Regions from separate parts of the Zea mays genome. Here region 2 is linked to region 1. Evidence: chromatin contacts called from public Hi-C data. All regions are on one chromosome and are shown on one strand. Each heading gives the region's core, a stretch centred on a gene start, on an enhancer-like site or on the middle of the called end of the contact. The rest is flanking DNA. Distances are from core to core; before and after follow the strand shown. Region 1 holds the start of LOC103653301 (formin-like protein 6). Region 2 holds the start of LOC541902 (Glucose-1-phosphate adenylyltransferase).

The links. Hi-C and Micro-C count contacts between places; a contact is called where the count stands out from the background.
Region 2: a Hi-C map of tassel shows a contact between it and region 1, with 2.4 times the contacts expected there. The contact joins the promoter of LOC541902 here to the promoter of LOC103653301 in region 1. A contact is called at or near these places in 2 of 25 Hi-C or Micro-C datasets (ear and tassel).

Annotation. Positions count from the first base shown.
Region 1 is chr4:61,145,909-61,153,720 of Zm-B73-REFERENCE-NAM-5.0, reverse strand. LOC103653301 (formin-like protein 6) reads left to right here and starts at 4,015. Exons shown (of 18, transcript XM_008680239.2): 1 at 4,015-4,503; 2 at 7,276-7,812. The coding sequence starts at 4,431.
Region 2 is chr4:61,575,626-61,583,437 of Zm-B73-REFERENCE-NAM-5.0, reverse strand. It overlaps LOC541902 (Glucose-1-phosphate adenylyltransferase), which reads right to left and starts at 4,918. Exons shown (of 10, transcript NM_001111568.2): 1 at 4,785-4,918; 2 at 3,126-3,422; 3 at 1,641-1,910; 4 at 1,065-1,244; 5 at 670-773; 6 at 441-552; 7 at 222-320; 8 at 26-145. The coding sequence starts at 4,913.

The DNA.
Region 1 (7,812 bases), core at 2,766-5,265:
CCAAAGGGGGAGAGAAAGTAAAAAAGGCTTATATTTCACTCACAAAGTATCCGTTTTTGGTGATTCATGCCAAAGGGGGAGAAAGTATTAGCCCAAAGCAAAAGAACCACATCACCACCAATTTCAAAAAAATGTAGTCTTTCAATTTGTATTAAAAAGTTTTTCAATTGGTATCTTATTTGATATAAATTCAAATTGGTATGACCCCTTTCAAAATTAGTATCTAAAACCCTCTTGAACACTAAGAGGAGAATTTCATTAAGGGGGAGTTTTGTTTAGTCAAAGGAAAAGCATTTGAAACAGGGGAGAAAATTTCAAATCTTGAAAATGCTTCTCAAAATCATATTCATATACCTTTGACTATTTGCAAAAAAGACTTTGAAAAGAATTTCCAAAAGAGTTTGTAAAAACAAAACAAGTGGTGCAAGCGTGGTCCAAAATGTTAAAATAAAGAAAGCAATCCATGCATATCTTATGTAATGTAAATTGGTTTAATTCCAGGCAACCTTTGCACTTGCCTTATGCAAACTAGTTCAATTATGCACTTATATATTTGCTTTGGTTTGTGTTGGCATCAATCACCAAAAAGGGGGAGATTGAAAGAGAAATAGGCTTAAACCTTTTCCTAAATGATTTTGGTGGTTGAATTGCCCAACACAAATAATTGGACTAACTAGTTTGCTCTAGATTATACATTCTACAGGTGCCTAAGGTTCAACACAAACCAGCAAAAAGAACAAGTTAGGCGTTAAAAGAAAGGAGCAAAAAGGAAACCGTAGTGTGCCCTGGTCTGGCGCAACGGACTGTCCGGTGCACCAGGGTGAATCAACTCCAACTCCGCAGCTTCGGGTTTCCTAGGCGCAGCTCCGCTATAATTCACCGGACTGTCCAGTGTGCCACCGGACTGTCCGGTGCACCAGCGGAGCAACGGCTACTTGCGCGCAATGGTCGACTCTGACGAATGAACGGTGCAGCACAGTGTCGCGACAGAAGTCAGAGCAGCAGGTCAAAGGGGCACCGGACTGTCCGGTGTGACACCGAACTGTCCGGTGCAACATGAGGACAAAGCCTCCAACGGTCGACCAGCTCCAAGCCCTAACGACAGGGTGACGTGGCGGCGCACCGGACACTGTCCGGTGGCGCACCAGACTGTCCGGTGCGACCATCACCAGCGGCCTTCTCCAACGGCTACAATTTGGTTGGTGGCTATAAATACCACCCCAACCGGCCACTTCAAGGAGTGGGAGCCCAAGCAACATTCCAAGTCATATAGTTGACATATCCAAGCCCTCCCAACCACCTCTATTCATTGATCCATCCTATACACAAGATTTAGACCACTACAAACCACACAAGTGCCACAAAAGAGAGAACAAGCAAAAGAAAGTCTCTTGTGAGAGTTTAGCTCTAGTGCCTTGTGAGATTCATTGAGAGAAAGTGTGTGCTACATCTTGCGTTCATTTGTGCGTGGAGTTTTGACTCCCTTTGAACTTCCTCCAAAGTTTTGGAGGCTTGTAAAGCTAGCAAGAGACACCTAAGTGTGTGGTGATCCTTGCGGGGTCTTAAGTGATCCTTGAGAAGAAGAAGAGCTCTCCGGTCTTGGGGATCGGTAGAGAGAGGGAAATGGTTGAAAGAGACCTGTCCTTAGTGGACTCCTCAACGGGGACTAGGCCTTCGAGGGCCGAACCTCGGTAAAACAAATCACCCATGTCTATTGTGTTTATTGCTTGTGATTTGTTTGTTTTCTCCCTTTCCAAGTTCTCTTGCATTATTCTTTGCTAATATTATTTGGTATTGCTTCGAGTTAAAATCTCATCTTGTGAAGCAACGCCTTGCAAGAAAGAACTTGTGTTATTGCTCTTCTTATCTAAGCCCTCTTGCTTTATTCTCTATTATCCTATTAGTTGTATTGATTTATCAATTCCGCATTATTTGAAAGCAATACTCCTTACAAGCAAAGGACTTAGTTTTTATACTCCGATAATTGTGTATCTTGTTCTAACCACTAATCAAGGGATCGAGTTGGGGTGTAAAGTTATAATTTTCAGATTTCGCCTATCCACCCCCCTCTAGGCGACTTTTAGCCTTACCGGGGGCATTTCAGGCGACCTGCGAAGCAAGTTCATGCCTTGATGACCCGAGGGATATATATCCCCCACAATATGAGTATGCTTTTAATTGACTATATGTGACATGCCAATATTATAAAGCCTGCTACATGTTATATTATTAAACTTGCTCTTAGGTGTCTTTGTACTTAAAAAACCGTTCCAAGAGCTCTAGGTAGTACTCCCTCTGTTCTTTTTTATTTGTCGCAGTTTAATTCAAAAATGAACTAACGAGCGATGAATATTCAAGAACGGAGGTAGTACTAAGGATGGCAATGGGAATTCCTTGTCGGGGAATAGCTCCACATCCCCATCCCCACGACGAAAAGATTTTTCCACGGGATCCCCACAAATGCTAGCGAGGGATATTTCCTCCCAATCCTTGTTTCCCGTCGGGATAAATCCCTGACGAGGATCCCCGTCCCTATTTAAATTATAATTAGGACAAACACTCTTTGTTATTAATGCAAACCATTGTCACTTATAAAATGTTGTTAGATATAAGAAATTATTATATGTACATCAAAATTAACACATTTGTACAATGAGTGATATCTTGACAAGGTAAATATTAATTTTTAACATTAAGTATTACACGAAACATCGTCATATACTAGTTTAATGGGTCCCAGCGGGAACACGGATGAGGAATGCTTCCCATCCCCATTTATCCGTCGAAGGAGAAATTTTTTCTATTTACATTTCTGCGGGGGAAGAAACTTCTACACTCATCCCCTAAAGGCTAATTAGTGACCAGGGAAATAGAGAGAATTCATGTGGAAGCAATAGCAAGGAGATTTCTTTCCCATAGATTTCATCCATTTTTCTTGGCCACAAAACTAATTTTAATGGAAAAATTTATCGCGAGAAATTGGGGATCGAGTCTCTGTTGTGTTGTACATATCCAGGTGTACATTCGGGCCGCCCAGCCCGGCAAGGCCCAAGCCCGAAAAGGCTCGTATTGTTTGAATTTCAGGCCGGCCCAGCCCATGGGCCTAGCCCTCGGCCCACGCCCGACACATAATTGCTTAAACGTGCCGGACTCATTTCGGGTGGCCCGGAATTATAAAAGCCCGAAATTCAATTTTTGGCCCGAAATTCACATCAAGGTCCGAAATTCAATTTTTGGCCGGAAATTCAGTTTTTGGCCCAAAATTCACATGAGGGCCCAGAATTCACATCAGAGCCCTAAATTCAAAACAAATTTAATAAAACAAATAAAAGATAAGACAAATAAATTTGACCAAAAGCAAACATAATATTTGTATTAAGTTACCAGAGCTATGCAATGACTACCTCGTTTACAAATCATTTTGTTAGAAGAAAAAAGAGTATAATCAGCTTTATACAAAGTTCGCAAGTTCAATTCATTATCTAATGTTCATAACCAAAGTAAAATTACATCACATACTCTAATTCAAAGCTACAAAAAACATCTAACTAGCATTATCTCTAGCTAAAAAGTGTGGAATAAAGTGTGGTTTTAATAAATATATGAGCCTTTTCGTGTCTCTATATAGGCCATTTCGTGCCTACCTTAAACGGACCGTGCTCGTGCCCGCCCATGGGCCGCGACCTTAGCCTAAACCCGACCCGATATATCGGGCCGTGCCGGCCAGCATTAAAATATTTCGGATCGTGCCGTGCCTGAGCCATGCTTTTTTTTCGTGCTTCAGATCGATCCATCTAGCCTGACCTAAATGTACACCTATGCATATCCTTATATTTGTTGTCAGACGTGAGAAGGCTTGTATTAGTGTCAGCGTGCGAGAGCGACTAGAGACACTGGACAGCTAGTAGCCAAAGCTCTAGCCGGAACGTTGCCCCCTCGACACTTAACGGTAAACTGCCACGTTGCAGCACAATAGAAAATAAAAAAGTCGAAAAGTAGAAACGGAAAAAGGACAGCTGCGTCGCTTCCTCTCGAGTGCAACAGGGACACAAGGCAACAAACACAATCTCGCCCAATCTAGCTCACTCCGAAAGATCAAACGCCCCACCTAAAACACCATTAAAGAAACGCGCACAGACACAAAAAAAAAACTCTCTCCGTTCCTCTTCACACCAAAGCACGGGAGGCGAAGAAGAGGACAAGGGGCGGAAGGCTGCAAACCCTAGCGCTGGGTCGAAGCAACGTCGTGCGCCAGCCACAGGCGCCAGACCCGCGCGCACCTGCATTCGCGATTCCTTTACCTTCACGCCGCGGCAACTCCGCATTGTGTTGTGCCGTGCTTTGTGCCAGGACGGGGATCCATGGCGTTGTCGGCGCGACGAGGCTCGTGGTGGTAGGGCCGCGCGGGTGCCGGATCCGGGAGACGCGGCATGGCGCTCTTCCGCAAGTTCTTCTACCGCAAGCCGCCCGATGGGCTCCTTGAGATCACCGAACGCGTCTATGGTGCGTTTACCCCGTCCAATCCCTCCACCTTGTGACCTTGTCAATGCCAGTGTCTATTCGCAGGGGAATGCTCTCTGCGTGGTGGTCTGATTTGCGTTTCCATTGTCGAATGCCGTGGTAAATGTGTCGGGGCAATGCGGCGTTACTGGAAATGTTTCGGTGTTTGTTTTTTCCCCTTATTGGTTTGTCGTGCAAACGTCTTTACTTCCTTCTGGTGAGAGACCGTGTTGAGATCAGACTGAGGAAATTTCAGCGACCATCGACCTTTAGCAACACTACTTCAGCGAACGTGCTGTAATATTGAGTCACAATTTTTTTTTACCTTCTAAGCCATAATTTCTGGAATTGTTTCGGAGGACAACTGTTTGTCTACAGTGTTGTTACTTGCAGTGCCGTGTGCAATATGGTTCAGTGTATTGAGGTTTGCTTACAAGGCATTACTTCTTTTGTTTTGGATTTCTAAGGCCAATCTCAGAACAGGGAGGGGGGGGGGGGGGGGGGGGGGCGGTCATGAGAGTTTTATAAGTACCATTAAGTAAGATATCAATGTAGCAAATATACTGCCATGTCACAGTGCTGATGAAGAGATAGAAGATCAAAGTTCCATGGTGTAAAATGAGTTGTGGGGATGAAACCCTTCCACAATGTTTCCAACACATGGAAGCCTTGGAAACTGGGACAGGAAACCCCCACCGAGACTGGCGTAACCGCTTAAGGGTGGACGTGGTTCAACCATGGAGCAAACTGGAGTTGATCCAGCGATCCATGCACTGTGCAGAGGATTATATTAACTTTGTTTGACTCGATGGCCAAGTGGACATTATGGGTTGAGCATTCATACAAGAGGCGGAGCTGCTGTGGTGCTTGGCATCACCTTGCAGCCCTGTGCTCCATGCAAACTAGATTAATGACTGAATAATTGAATGCTTCACAAACCTATTAAAATCGCACATCAATACATCATTGAAACACAGTTTAATTGATGAGAGAAAATTAGAGAGATAAGAGATGTATCAAACAGTGCTGCACTGCTGCTCAATAAATTACATGGAGCTATGTGCACCAACGTAGCCACACACGGATCTGCAGCCTGGCTAGGTGAGGTGTTCTGTCCCTGCACCCATCTACCACTTGTCGAGGGTGCTCCACGCGCTGCGCGCAATTGCCCCGTACCACGGTATCCAGCTGTATGTGCCCACTGCAGCTCCTCTAGGGTCTTCATGGCCACAACCATCTGCTGCTTGTCGGGGTGCTCCACCATCGCATGCAGACACAATCTGCTTCAGAGAGATTGGTGTGAAAGGCTGTGATGTGGAACTAGAGAATGAGGCGGTGCCGGCACAAAGGAACTGATGGGCAAAGTATGACAGCGGGGTGAATAGGTTTACTTGACCCTACAGGTCAATGGACCTCAAAATGATGACCTAATAAAGTCTAATTTCTGGGGCAGGGCAGCTAGCCATTGTGCCAACCTGACATGCCCTTTCTGTAGTTGATGAAACATCTGATGAGTGATATTGTTAGATTGGAATTTGTAAAAGAGTGGATTCTGTCCATTTGTTACTTAGTAAGAGAGATTTGCAAGGCATCTTTGTTTACTATTCCGTCATTGTTGCAGCACAAGTGGAATTTGTTATGGAGTGGATTCTGTACATTTGTTACTTAGTAAGAGAGGTCTGCAATGCATCTTTGTTTACTATTCCGTCATTGTTGCAGCACAAGTGGTTTCCAGTGTCCCATGACAAAGTTTCACTGTCTTGTCATATACCATGATGAAGTGGACCCAAATCTTGTATCAAGGCATGCCTGTGATCTCAAAGACAGTCACTTACATTTACTTTAATTTTTTGACACATTTGGGCACATGGAAAGTTTTTGTGTAACCAAAAGTTGTCCTGTAGGAGATTTCATATGCTTTTGAGACCAACACAAGTCCATCTTTGTGAAATTTTGTGGCAATGAAGTCCAATATGAGTATCTGACAACATTAGATAATTTGACATGGAATAAATATATATTATTTGAAATAAAAATTAGTTATTCTAATTAAGAAACATCATTCACTTGTCACAAATGTCAGAGGGACAAACAATAAGAATCACACACAAAAAGAAATAAAGTTTCCAAGAAGGGCAGTACAGATCTGGTGCTCTTGACTGAGTACTAGAATAAGCATGAGCCAGGGCCTGCTAATTGTAACAATCAGTAAAATGTTGGTATGTCCATTTTTTTGTATGGCTTACTAACTAGCCCTTTTTATGTTCAACATGCTTGCAACTAGCAAAACTTCACTGTGAAAAGGAATACAGATAGAAGCCCAGTTATATTTTTTGTACTGATATATTTTTTTCTAAAGCAAATTGCAGCTGATTTTGTTCTCTACTTTTTTGTATTCTGTCGACCTGTTGGTTCAAGTATTATTAAACATAGCAATGACTTGTTATGTGTGCATTTTGTTTCATTTTGAAGTTTAATTTGCAATGTATACTGTATAACATCTGGATTATAGTTGTGTCTGTTTCTGTTGCTCTTCACTATATTCCTTTGTTTTGTGAACGCTATTGTTTCCTATTATTGTGTCAAGATTTATGGGGAAAATATGAATCCACTCGTACAGTCGTACATGTGAGTAGATCCAGCACATTAGCCCTCCAAAGTGCGTTGAGATTTGTGCAGATGATGTTACAAGACTCGATTTCAAAATTGATTTGGTGAAGTGTTATTGGCTTCCTGCTAAAATGTTTTTTTTGTCCCTGTATTGTGCATTTGTAGTGTTCGATTCTTGCTTCACAACTGATGTCTTCGATGATGATAAATACCGGGATTATATTGGTGACATTGTTGCACAACTTCAGAGCCACTTCGCTGATGCTTCATTTATGGTCTTCAACTTTCGGGATGGAGACAGTCAAAGTTTACTGGCGAATATATTATCAAGTTATGATATGGTAGTTATGGACTACCCCAGACAATACGAGGGATGCCCTCTCCTTACAATAGAAATGATTCATCATTACTTGAGGTCAGGGGAGAGTTGGCTCTCTCTGGGCCAGCAAAATGTCCTAATAATGCATTGTGAGCGTGGTGGCTGGGCTGTACTTGCATTCATGTTAGCAGGACTGCTGTTGTATAGAAAGCAGTTCATTGGTGAGCAGAGGACACTGGAAATGATTTACAGGCAAGCTCCTCATGAACTGGTTCAGTTGTGGTCACCATTGAATCCTATGCCTTCTCAGATAAGATACTTACATTACATATCTCGGAGGAACGTGAGTTCAGAGTGGCCACCTCAGGACCGGGCCCTTACTT
Region 2 (7,812 bases), core at 3,669-6,168, 430 kb before region 1:
CCGTTGGAACATCAGTTTGGAATACCTTAACATTGTCTCCAATTCGAGCATTCTTGTCAATGATTGCTCTCCTGATGCATGAATTTTTCCCAATACCAATAGGAATGCCACCTTTTTCGGCAAGGAGTTTTTTATCAGCTTCTGTCTGGAAAAAAAGAACACAGCTGTGTGAGCTCTATTGTTGCATTGACAGCAGTATATACTTGTACGTATATATTTACCTCATAGTAGTCCGCACCCATTAGTAAACTGTCCTCTATGATAGCACCTTCAGATATGCAAGATCGGAGTCCAACTACAGAATGGTTTATCTTGCAGTTCTGTGTGCACAAGATCAAGGCATAAACGTTTTAGTAAATGAATTATGAGAAATTACTTTGGAGAAAATAAAAGAAGTATAGAAAGGTTTTCAAATATGCTACAGTAAAAGCACTGCTTACTTTAATAACACATCCTTCACCAATAACACTGTCTGTCACATCAGCATCAAGAACCTTTGAAGGTGGCAGGTGTCGAGGTTGTGTATAAATTGGAGCAAAACGGTCATAGAAGCTGTATTCAGATTTAAGGGGAACACTAAATCAGTAGGAACTAATTGAAATTGTAAGACTTGATATGCATGCAGCGTTGCAACTTCCAACTGCAGCACAGTGAGAAGTGAAAGCATACCTGAAATCTGGTATTGGCTTCTTGGTTATTCCCAAGTTTGCATTATAAAATGCCGCAATGGTACCGATATCTTCCCAGTAACCATCATACAGATAAGCCTGAACCTGCAAACAAAAATAAGGTCTTAAATTCCATTCTGAAAGGCAACCCTTCCTTCCATCCTGCCTTGAGACAACCCAACCTGCCTAGGCTTTCTAGTAAGCTGCTCCTAGGCAGCATTTGATGCACATAAAACTTCAGATATGCACTTTTTCAGAAATGAAATGTCAGGGTACCAACTTATGGCATAATGACATCTGTGTTAAAAGGTTATATAGTACCTTTTCTATTAAAAAAAGAAGCATCAGTAAACAGAAGAAAACAAACAGCTAAAAGGTTAAAACAACTTTGCATACCCTCTTTCCAATGCTGGTTGCACCTGGAATAACCTCACTTCCAAAGTCATTGGCTTCAGGAAATTGTTCACGGAGGAGCTGAAGCATTACATCTTTGCTGAAAACATAGATACCCATGCTAGCAATATAAGGCATTTCCTTTGCCCTCACGTCATCAAGGCCAAGTATGGTGGTGTCAACCTACATCAATCAAACAACAATATGATGTGAATGCATTTTAAGGGCTCCTTTGGAACAAAGAAAAAATGGAGGAACTTTGAAGGATTAAAATCCTATAGAAAATTTTCCTATGTGACTCTTTGGAACAAAGGATGACTTCCTACAAATCCTATAAAATTCCTATAGAATGGACCATTGTAGTGAGATTTTGGATGATTTTTAAAATGAGGTCCAACCTCTTAGAAATTTTCCTATGGAATTGCAAGTGTCATGCAACTCTATTCCTACATTTTTTCTATCCCTATGTTTTACTTATCCTACAATCCAAAGGAGTAAAATGGAATATTGTAGGTTTACAAAATGATTGTCCACAAATGTAAATCAAGTTAGCTTGAAAGGAAAGCATATTATGTGTACCATCATTGCTTTCAACTGCTCTCCTTTCGGTTTCTCAGCAAACTCAATGATCCTCCCTTCTTCATCAATTTTCATGAGGCCAAATGCAGTTGCACGTTTCTCATCCATCGGTAGGGCAGCAACGGTAATATCAGCATTTGTTTCTCTGTGTGCCTGAATGAACTTTTCATAGTCCATCCGGTACAGGTGATCGCCAGCAAGAATTAGAAATTCCATCACATTATGCTCCTCAAACAACCACAAGTACTGCCTTACAGCATCTGCAGTACCCTGAGAAAAAATATAAAAGAAAATCAATACATGACGTAAACTAGTGAAGTGGGCTAGCAAAACTTCATGTAGAGTAGCATGCATTTGCTTATGGCATGATGGTACACTTCAAACTCATTGTTATGGTTGCCGATTGGTGAGGGATTGGAGCTGCTGGCGGAGGCGGCGGGGTACTGTTCACACCCACCAATGAACAGTAGACACGTAGAGGGGATTGGAGAGGGGGATCGATGGGCAATAACGCCGGCCGGGGGCCTCTGCCCACGGCCGAGCAAAATGAGAGTTTCTTCCCTCTAATTCTTGTCTACTTTATTTCTCATCTATTGATTATATAAATACGTCGGCTGACCATCCCTATCTAGCTAGAGATCCTTATCTCCTTAAAATTCTCCTAAAAACTCTAAACAAACTACTAACTGATAACCTCACTAGATAATCCCAACTAATCTTTTTATCCTTTGACTTGCGCTCCTTGCTGCCGTCCCCTTGGGTCCTGACACTCATGTTCAATAACCAACAGAAAATGCAGAATTGCTCAAATATATCAAGAAGATTAGGGACAAACTCCCTGGATGGAATGCTGCTCTCATGACCACGGCAGGGAGAGTTACCTGGGTCAGATTTGTCCTATCAGCTATTCCTATTCATGTCTTGATAGCGATTAATGTGCCCAAATGTTTTTTGCCAGATGCCAGCCATTGATAAGATAAGAGCCTTTCTTTGGAAGGGAAGAGAGCAAGTGAATGGTGGTGTCTGTTTGGTTGCTTGGATAAAGGTCCAGCAGAACGGTCAGGTCCCACCCATTTTTCAGTTGTCTGTAGTTTAAGTTCATTGATTTAAAGAAAACAACCCCTCCCTCCCTCCCTCCCTCTCTCTCTCCCTCTCTCTCTCCCCCTCCCCCTCTCCCCCTCCCTCCCCTCGCGCTCTCTCTTTCCCTCTCCCTCTCCCTCTCCCTCCCTCCCTCCCTCCCTCTCTCTCTCTCTCTCTCTCTCTCTCTCTCTCTCCCCCTCCCTCTCTCTCTCTCTCTCTAATACAATGATAAGTAGCCCCCTGTGTATTTGAGAAAAAAATGATGTGTGTATTCGAGAAAAAAATGATGTGTGAAGCGAGAAATGCAATGAGAAAAATGTGAATATGGTGTGGAATGTGCATGTTATAGAAATGGCAGATTTTGCATTTGAGGAAATCAGAAAGACACAACAGTAGTAGGGATACCTGAAACCAGTTTGGATTATCTGGGCTCTGCTGTGCAGCTAAGACTTCAACAAACCCTTCATTCTTGTACCCTCCAATGTTGCTCCCGTAGGCTCTTGAGAGGTGACGGTTGAGGGAAGCAGAGTTAAATTGCGTTAGCACATAGATCTTGGATATGTTGCTGTTGAGACAATTGCTGACAGGAATATCAATCAGTCTATAGTTGGCACCCAATGGCACTGCAGGCTTGGCACGCTTCTTTGTCAAGGGGTACAATCTAGTCCCAGCACCACCTCCCAGAATGATTCCAAGAACACTCTGAACCAACAACAAATGTGTGTTATTGTATACAGCCAAGAGTGAGTAAACTAATGGGCACCACAGAAGGACAAGGACAGCTCTGAAACTGAAAAATTATTAGCTCCACGGAAACCAATAACATAATCTCTGCATTATGACAAATTCAAAATACAAAATTCAAAAGACGGGGCAAGTTCAAACAACGCAGGCCACTCGAGTCAAGGATAATAGCAAATGGCCATTATAGTTTCTGCATCAGATCCAAAAACTAATAAGTATTATATTTGTATGGGAAGAATAGACGATTAAACCATAAATAATGATCCAATACCCACAACTACAACACTGACACCATCTTCATCAAATTCTTATTGGCTACTAGCCTACTACAAGGAATCATATTTAACAACATGAGCCTCACAACAAGTGGCATCATAAAATTGCCACATTCATCGGTACCTAGTACATACAAAAAGAAAATACTGTCTAAGCAGCAACTACGAAACGTGCGCATGGAAAGGCGACAAACCCAGCCGCCAATTTACGCATCAAGATGAGCAACGCGTTATTCATATAAAGTTTTTTTTTACAAAAAAAAACAATCTTTTCCGCGCGCGTCCCAATTTCCCACGGAGAACGGCAAATGCGCCTCGGAGGCGCGACCCGACGGACCAGAGGCAAGGCCAGGCGAGAGACGGCCAGGCGCTCCAAGAGAACCCTCCGCATTCCCCGTGCAGGCGGCGGGCGGCGGGGCATACCGTGCTGGCGTCGGGGTCCAGGCAGGTCTGGGAGCTCTTGGAGTCAGCCACCGCGCGCGGGGAGAAGACGAACGACCGGCTCCGCGCCACGGGCATCGAGATGGACACTCCGCGGCTGCGTCGGACGTGGCGCGGGTGCGCGCGGAGGAGTCGGAGCGAGGAGACGTCGGAGGTGGATGGGGAGGGCGCGGCGCCGTGGTGGCGCGGCCGCGGAGGGATCAGGGTCCTGGGCGAAGCTGAGGCTATCGCGGCCATCCTCCTGCGGTGAGGAAGGACGAGGGAGGCAAGACGCCCGCGTGGCCGAAGAGCTCACGGCGGGGAGCCCGTTGCCTCTGGCGTGGAGGTGGAAGCGAGATCGGTGAGTGAGTGGCCATCTCCACACTGACACACGGTCCGGCCGGGAAGGGGTGGTGGTCAGACTGCTCGTGTGGCTGTGCGATTTTAACTCTACTTTCAGTAATATCGTGGCAAATGATCTCGCTTGACATGATGTTGATGGCACGTGCAAGAGGAAGAAGATCACTCATGTACTCACAGCTGATACGTAGAAAAGGTTATTAGGAGGATATGAGTTCCTAACACTATAACAGTACTGTTAAGGCCAAATAAAAATAGAACTTACATCATGAGCTTGAGGATTGAGGTATGTTGAATCATTTGCAGCGGCTTTGTCACGCTTTGGAATTGGCTGCTCGGCGGCGGTGGCATTCCATGGCGGAGGGGAGGCTTTAGACGCCAAAGCCATGTCCATGGTTTGCAACTCGAGAATTATGATTGATCTTACGAATTAAGTTTAACTGGAATTTATAGAATGGGGAATTCGAGGAAAGTAGTTTTGCGTATACAATTATCCATCATGTTGAGGTGTCTTCTGCAATTTATAAACAATAGCTACCCGTACACGTGTACATAAAATAAAAGATTCCATTTCTTTGCTTGATGGGAGGTGTAACAAGCTGTAAACATTTGTTCTTGTATCAATCAACTTTTTTTTAGGTAAAGGCGTGGGGTTCTAAAGTGTGATATTTTGTCATTTTAAGTGTAATACCATTCCTTAACGCGAAGATAAGCGGAGTTTGCTTTCAGAAATGTAGCATATTATTGTGCAAGTTTGTTATATAGCGCTGTATAGCTTGCTGTTCCAAGGCAGAAAGGTTGCGTTGCTGTTTTCCAGACCATGGGGTTACAGTAGTAGTGCACTGCACCGTGAGTATAAGGACAAATGTAAGAGCTGTGTGTCACCATGTGAGGCAATAAACAATGCGAGATTGTCATTAAGAAATCTATATGCCCGAGAAGATGGTTTATATGCTTTTAAGCGGTTGCGCTTCACACGCAGAAGAGAAGAGTGAAGCCATAGCAAACCATTTGCGCGGCACAAGATTACGTAAGATGGTAAAAATGTATTAAAACCATGATATATAATATGGAGTTCATCATGTGATGCATGCAAGAGAGGTTGTACAGGCTAACTACTTCTTTATCTCTTAGAATAATCAATTAGTAATCTCTCTATGCGCGTAAAATCCAATCCTCGGTTTAAACATGAGTCTCTTTATATATTAGGCTACCAAGATGTGAACATATATAATAAAAAAGAATCTAGATGGCTAGAGAATGATGAATGGACTATGTAGAGACTCAGACTACTTGCATTAGCACTAGTTTACTCTATACAAGCCTCTAAAAAAATTCTAGTAAGCTACACTTACAACAGCACTGTACATCATTTTCGGTGGCCACTGTAATTTTTGACGGCCAGGGCGTGGCCGCCGAAAATAACGATTTATTTTCGGCGGCTCCCTGGGCCGCCAAAAATAGCGTTATTTTCGGCGGCCACTGACACGACCGCCGAAAATAGCTCAGTCGCGCCCCGCCGAAAATAACGGATTTTAAACTGCATCGGTCGAGCTTCTTTCTCATTCTCTGTTCTCTCTTTCTCACCGCCGCCGCGCCCACACCCAGAGCTGCGCCGCCACGCCCGCCCTAGCCCCGCGTACCGCCACGCCGCCCCTGCCCCTCCCTTCACCAAGAGGTTAATTAAATTATTTTTTGCATATTTTATTCCATATTTTCAGCGGCCGTTATTTAATTACTGCCGAAATTAGTTTATTTTTGTAATTGTGTTTGTTTGATTAGTGTGTGATTAGTATTATTATTTAGTTCGATTTCATTAATGTATTAGTGGTACATGTGGTTTAGAGATTATGGGCATATTGTATTTGTGGCATTAATTACGTATTAATATATGGTACTATTATATTATTAGTTTTATAAGTACATTATATTGGTACGTAGTACAGTTGCATTATTAGTGGTATGTGGTACTTAGTTTGATTTGATTAATAGTGTATCTTTCTTTATTTTATATATAAGTAATATATTGTTTAGTGGCAGCGAGATTATGCTGCCGAAATTTTATTCGGGTCCTGCTAGCTAGCTTGTGGGTTTAGAACCTATCCTTGCTTATACATGTAGGACCGATACCCTTGACGAAGTTGAATAATGTTTTCACGATATGGTCCGGTTTAACAGTCTCAGGCATGGCTGAAGATCGTGCATGGATGTATAATGACTGCAATAGGAATGGATGTCATTCTGATGATTGGGTAGCCAAGACCAAAGATTTTGTGGACCACGTATTCTCCTTGTCATTAACCGACATTGTCAGATGCCCTTGTAGGCGGCACGAAAACAGTATGTTCCTTAATAAGGAAAGAGTTAGCCTAGATCTTTATCAGTTTGGATTTATGCCTAAATATGATGTGTGGGAACATCATGGTGAGGTAGTACTCAACCCAAATGTAGAAGAGGAGAACAATGATTGGGCTGGCGATGATGCGATGTATGAGATGCTAGATTCACTACATCCAAAGTTGAACCTAAGCTCCAAGGATCCTTCCACGCCACTCGCTTTTGTGACCTGGCTCATGGCCATTAAGTCCAAGTATTTTTTTCTCGAACAACTGTTATAATGAGATTTTAAAGTTATTAGAAGATGTGCTGCCAAAGCTCAATAAGTTGCCTAAAGACATGTACCATTCAAAGACAATTATCAAAGGTCTCGGGGTGGATTATGAAAAGATTGATGTGTACAAAAATAATTGTATGATTTTCATGAAGGAACATGCGGGAGAGAGAAAATGTCTGAAATGTGGACAATCTAGATTTGTGGAAGTTGTTAATGATGAGTATGACAAGGTGATGACAGATGTTGCACATAAGCAGCTTCACTACTTGCCACTAACTCCTCGAGTGAAACAGTTGTTTCTATCTAAAAACCGCTATGCACATGCGATGGCACAAAGAAGGTGTCCATGAGAACGATGAGCTGATCGTGCACCCTTCAGATGGGGATGCTTGGAAGGCTCTCGACACGTTTGATCCAGACTTTGCAGTTGATCCGAGGAATGTTCGAATCGGCCTCGCGACCGATGGCTTCACACCTTTTGGTCAAATGGCATCATCATACTCATGTTGACCCGTCTTTGTTATTTCATACAACCTTCCAGCTTCTCTTTGTATGAAATATGAATTTATATTTCTTTGCTTAATCATTCCTGGCCCAGACTATCCTGAAAAGAAACTCAATGTCATGTTAAAACCCTTGATTGAAGAGTTGAAGGAGCTTTGGAAAGGAAATGAAGCAT